Regions from separate parts of the Mus musculus genome. Here region 1 is linked to region 2. Evidence: chromatin contacts called from public promoter capture Hi-C data. All regions are on one chromosome and are shown on one strand. Each heading gives the region's core, a stretch centred on a gene start, on an enhancer-like site or on the middle of the called end of the contact. The rest is flanking DNA. Distances are from core to core; before and after follow the strand shown. Region 1 has its middle 6.7 kb from the start of Gm30687. Region 2 holds the start of Clec14a (C-type lectin domain family 14, member a).

Region 1 (2,700 bases), core at 148-2,647, 160 kb before region 2:
ATTTAGAAGCAGTGAGGACAGGTATACATACCACAGTGAATGTTTGTTTTATAAACAGCAGAGAAGATCTTGAAGAGCACGGACCTTAGTCTAATCTAGCAGAATAAGAATGTTAGGACAAACTTTCAATGAAAGAAAAATTACATTTATCACATTGAAAATATACATTTAAACTGTGATGTACATATCCTGTGTGTGGCTATAAAGGTCTGTGGCTTAAGAAAATTCTACAGCAAGGAATTTTTTCTAAAAAAGCCCATGCATTTGCTGATAATAAGGCAAATAGTGTTCATGTTTTCTTTTTCTTTGAATAACTAGAATTATTGAAGTAGTTATAACTTTTCTGTTTTAGTTGTTATGGGAATGAAGATTTCTTGATTTCTCTATCTACTGTGTCCAGCATATACCTAAGGTAAGGGCATTCTTTAAAAATGTTCTAGATATTGTCATCTTTCCAAAGTCAAGCAAGATACCTCATGGATTTATCAGAACTCTTTCATACTAAGAATTAATTCATTAATTGAAACCCTGCAATGATTTCTTAGTAGGTTGAGACCAATAGCTTCCTACATGACATACCCTTGGGAGAGCTTATTTATAAAAGCTTTAGAACATATTTTATAAATTATTCTCCAGCTAAGTGTGTTGGAGTACAATATAGAAGTGTCTTTAATTCTCAAATGCTTAAGTTTCTTTTCTTTTTTTTTCCCCCTTGTATGGATCATCCTTTGGGAATCCCTGCCTTGAGGGAGATATCACCCTTTCTAGCCTTGGGATCATTCACATGTCAGCATCAGGCATCTTAATCACTCAGCCTCCTGAGTTGTCCAAGGCTTCGGGCCAGTGTGCTCTGACCTACTTGTGTGATCTGACTTGACAGATGAGCTTAGTTTCTCTCTGCTATCTTATTTCTTGTCACCCTAGAAGGAAGCTATAACTGTTAAAATTCCAATTAGGAGTAGGAGTCCAAGCGCTCCTTGATGGTGCCAGGTAAAATCAGTCTATCAGCGAGTGAAGACATATGAAATGTTTAAAGCCTTACCTGGCACTAACTGAATGACATCTGCTACTGGAATTCTCCCACAGTGAGTCAAATTAGTAAGTAACAACTATGAAAAGGGATGGATTGGAACCATTCCCACCCCTATCCCACAGCAAAGTAGGTAGAAATTCAGGACAAGCAGTGGCTTGGGAGTGTTTTCTTCCTAGGGCTATATATATATATTTGATCTGCTCTGAAAAATCAAAGCAATACCTTTGTATTTGTTCATTCCTTCATCAGCTGGCAATCTGCTACTAGCTAGAGAAGATATTTTTCAGTTGTGGAAGTTGTAGGATAATGGAGTCTCTAGCCCAGCAGTTTTATTTTAGAAAGCCTGTACAGTTTGCACGTGTAAAAATAGTGCATCTATTGAATCCCAGAAGGGCTTGATTTCAGCAACATGGGCAGTTCTGCAGAAGTGCACACACAGAGCGATTGTTCTAAAAAAACGAGCTCTTGGAAAATGTCAGAACATTCTACTCCAGCGTGGTCATTTGCGGATGATTTTTCATGTTGTGTCTAGCCTTCTTAATACCAAGACACTCTTTAAAATGCCAGATACCCCCTCCAAAAATACACATGAATCAGTCATTTGCATTTTCTCATAAAGCTCTCGCCTTTTCAAAGATCACTGGCTCTGAGACAAGGGCGCCTTTCTATCTCCTCACTGAGAGCCAGTCACTCAGAACACCATATAGTTTCCCTAATTTATTTATGTGCGTGCATCATGGGGCACTGCTCTTTCCATGCTTTGGAAGACTGAGAATCTATTAAGCATTTAAATATCAGCTGTCCTGTCCCTAATATTTTATGTAGCATGAGGCAGAACACTGTGACAATCTACTAACACTTTCCTCTGATCAGTCTCATTCTGTTGGGAATAGACGTGGCCCTTTTCCTTGTCTATTAGTTGGCTTCTATTGAAGATTTTTTTTCCTCATCTCTTTCAGTTCCTACCCACCATGCCCCCTTTGTGTCTCCTTGGCTCTCTCATCTTCCTTTGTTCTTTCTTTTTCTGGTCCATTCCCCTCTTGCTTTTTCTCTTGCCCATTCCTTATTTCAAGACCGCAGCTCCTTTTCAAAGGCAGATGCTGTGGAGTGAGGGAAGCAGAGCTGTTTCCTGTGCACTATGGATGGTGCATCAGGTTTACTAGGCATGGTGCAGCATGTGCACGAGGCATGGTACATCAGCTACACTTCTTCTTTGGTGTCTTTCTTCTTGACCAATTCAATGCTTCACCTTCTGGAATAGATCAGTCCTAGACACCCGTGTGTTCCATACAATTGACAGCAGGGCCTTTACAACTAGGCAAGGTGACTTAGCATCTTTGAGGGTTTATTTATAGTATAGATGACCCAAAGCTTTCTACCCCATCATGCCTGTTGAGTGCCCTCAGCTACATAGAAGAAATCCTTTGCTCTTCATCTGACCTTGTGCACTCTGCAGACTATATCATCTCATGAGTCTATAAGATCAGTGCAATCAAAAAAGAAAAAAAAAAAGGAAATTTATGTACACCTACAGCTTGGAGGAATGTGTAGGAAGGAGTGGGTGGCTTGAATCTCAGATGCCTGTCTAATGACCATCCCCACCCCGATCTTTTGTAAGTGAACACCAATAGGCTTAATCTTGAGGGTCTCTTGTGGGTAGTCACCGC
Region 2 (2,766 bases), core at 53-2,552:
TGTAGTCTGTTTCTAAGCACATGACATTTGCCATTGTGAATCAAGACAGACAAGTGACACATGTCATTATAAGTGTATAACATTCTCTAAATTGCTACAAACATAAAAGAACATTCATAATTGAATGAAAATAATAAAAAAGAAATGATAAGACATGACCTTCTTCCTAGGTATGGTGGAGGAGGTTTACTGTAGAAATAGCTAGGCCCATGTGGGGAGATGGGGAGGGGAGAGGAGAGGGAAGAGAGGGAACCAGGTGCAGCAGCCAAGAGTCCAAAGGTACAAAGAGAGTGGGTAACCAGATCAGAAGGACAGCCCAGGTCTCTGTGATGGAGAGTTCAGGAAATGGGATGGGGTATGCCAGCCAGGAGGGCTCTGTAACAGATAGGGACCAAGGGATGCCAAGAGAACCTGGTAGCCAGTGTCCTCTTTGATATGGTAAATAGGCAACTCAGTCATTTGTCCCAGATTGAAACCTAACAATAATGCTGATTTTAACCTTTTTTTCCCCCCAAACCTTTCTTTCTTTAATTCTCCCACACTTCCCAATGAGCAAGTGTGCACATTAAAACAAAACAGCCATTGGAACCTGGAGTAGCTGATTCAATCATTTTTCAAATTACAGAGTATTATTTTCCGGTGTCGAATGTGCATTATGATTGAATAAATAGTTTGATTTTCAAAATAAAAATTTTTGAGCTTTTATTTGTGTCCTTTTACACTTTTCTTCTATAAATGTTGGCAGATAATCACAGGAGCTGTGATTTTCCATAGTTCAAGGATAAAAATCACATACAGATGTGATTTTATAAGACCGTGAACTCATTCGCATATGACCTAATATCCTCAAGAGGGTTTGAGCACATGTACTGGTGAGGAAACCACCATAATCAGGACCTGTGGCTATTGTTTGTCACCTCGATGTAAATATTTGCCCCAACCAGCCAACACCGGTATTTAAAAAATAAACAAATAGAAGTACAAATTAAACTTTAAGGCAAGTGCCAAACAGAGGAGCTATTTTTCCATTGAAAATGCCCCCAAGGAATTCTAGGCCCCTTGACTGGCAATTTGCACGTCTGGGTTTCCTTTGGCACAGTAAAGAAAGAGAGCTGCCCCTAGAGATCAGTGGTTTTACTAGTGAGGCCTCCAGCTTAGAAAGAAGTAGGAACATTCCTCACAAGATCCCTCCCCCAGCACCATGCTCAGGAAACCTCCTGGAAGCCTGGAACAGTCTACAAATTATACTGACGCCAGCTCCACAGTCCCGGACATAAACACAATAGGCGGGTGTGGGCTTATGGTTCCTGCCCACGATCATCACTGCATTCTGAGATCCAAAGTCCAGATAAGTGTGAGCAAGAAAAGAGCCTCACTTGATCCCGGTGGCAAACTTCTTTTCTCCTGCTTATCTAAGCGGGGCATTGGACCCCCTTGGCCCAGCGTTGAGGCGCCAGCTGTGTTCCTGACCCCTGAATAAATCAGGGCCAAAAAGAGCCTGGCAGGGCTCTGGGACACATTTCCTGTCACGGCCTAGGGAAAGCAGTTGGCCAAGGGAGTGTTGTGGCGGAGTTTTCAGCTGTTGGAGGATGAGGGCTCAAGAGAGGCGAGGGGAGGGCACACATAGTGGTAGAAAGGGCTGTAGAGGGCGGTGACTTTAGAGAAAGCTCCGTGCCCTCCAGCAAACCAGAGGACTTGGGAGCAGCTGCATGTTGAGTCTCCAGGATGAGGCCAGCGCTTGCCCTGTGCCTCCTCTGTCCTGCGTTCTGGCCTCGGCCAGGGAATGGGGAGCATCCCACGGCCGATCGCGCAGCTTGTTCGGCCTCGGGGGCTTGCTACAGCCTTCACCACGCTACCTTCAAGAGAAGGGCGGCGGAGGAGGCCTGCAGCCTAAGGGGCGGGACTCTCAGCACCGTGCACTCAGGCTCGGAGTTTCAAGCTGTGCTCCTGCTCTTGCGTGCAGGTCCCGGGCCTGGCGGAGGCTCCAAAGATCTTCTGTTCTGGGTGGCTCTGGAACGCAGCATCTCACAGTGCACTCAGGAGAAAGAGCCTTTAAGGGGTTTCTCCTGGTTGCACCCGGACTCAGAAGACTCAGAGGACAGCCCACTACCGTGGGTGGAAGAGCCACAACGTTCCTGTACAGTGAGAAAGTGCGCTGCGCTCCAGGCCACCAGGGGAGTGGAGCCTGCTGGTTGGAAGGAGATGCGCTGTCATCTGCGCACCGATGGCTACCTATGCAAGTACCAGTTTGAGGTTCTGTGCCCTGCACCTCGCCCAGGAGCCGCCTCTAATTTGAGTTTCCAAGCTCCCTTCCGGCTGAGCAGCTCCGCGCTGGACTTCAGCCCTCCTGGGACAGAGGTGAGTGCGATGTGTCCTGGGGACCTTTCTGTTTCGTCCACCTGCATCCAGGAAGAGACAAGCGCACACTGGGACGGGCTTTTCCCTGGGACAGTGCTCTGCCCCTGTTCCGGGAGGTACCTCCTTGCTGGCAAGTGTGTGGAGCTCCCTGACTGTCTAGATCACTTGGGAGACTTCACCTGCGAATGTGCAGTGGGCTTTGAGCTGGGGAAGGACGGACGTTCTTGTGAGACCAAAGTTGAAGAACAGCTAACCCTCGAGGGGACCAAGTTGCCCACCAGGAATGTAACAGCCACTCCAGCAGGTGCTGTGACAAACAGAACATGGCCAGGTCAGGTCTATGACAAGCCAGGAGAGATGCCACAGGTCACTGAGATTCTTCAGTGGGGAACACAGAGTACTTTACCT

Evidence for each region. Promoter capture Hi-C pulls out the DNA fragments that hold promoters and counts their contacts.
Region 1: a contact with region 2 is called in a promoter capture Hi-C map of hippocampal neurons, with 2.3 times the contacts expected there. The contact joins the enhancer-like site here to the promoter of Clec14a in region 2. A contact is called at or near these places in 9 of 39 promoter capture datasets (the 3T3-L1 cell line, 3T3-L1-derived adipocytes, cranial neural crest and 5 more), 1 of 484 Hi-C or Micro-C datasets (nephron progenitors), 1 of 115 datasets of contacts at active chromatin or transcription factors (heart atrium) and 2 of 9 other capture datasets (adipose tissue and liver).

What each region holds. Positions count from the first base shown.
Region 1 is chr12:58,428,873-58,431,572 of GRCm38.p6, reverse strand. No RefSeq gene overlaps it. Among named protein-coding and RNA genes, the nearest start is that of Gm30687, 6.7 kb to the left of the region's middle. Within about 2 kb of position 1,397, at least 15 of the 459 cell types and tissues checked have an H3K27ac peak or open chromatin away from gene starts, as enhancers often do. A contact at or near this core is called in hippocampal neurons, where this site is marked.
Region 2 is chr12:58,267,794-58,270,559 of GRCm38.p6, reverse strand. Clec14a (C-type lectin domain family 14, member a) reads left to right here and starts at 1,302. Exons shown (of 1, transcript NM_025809.5): 1 at 1,302-2,766. The coding sequence starts at 1,726.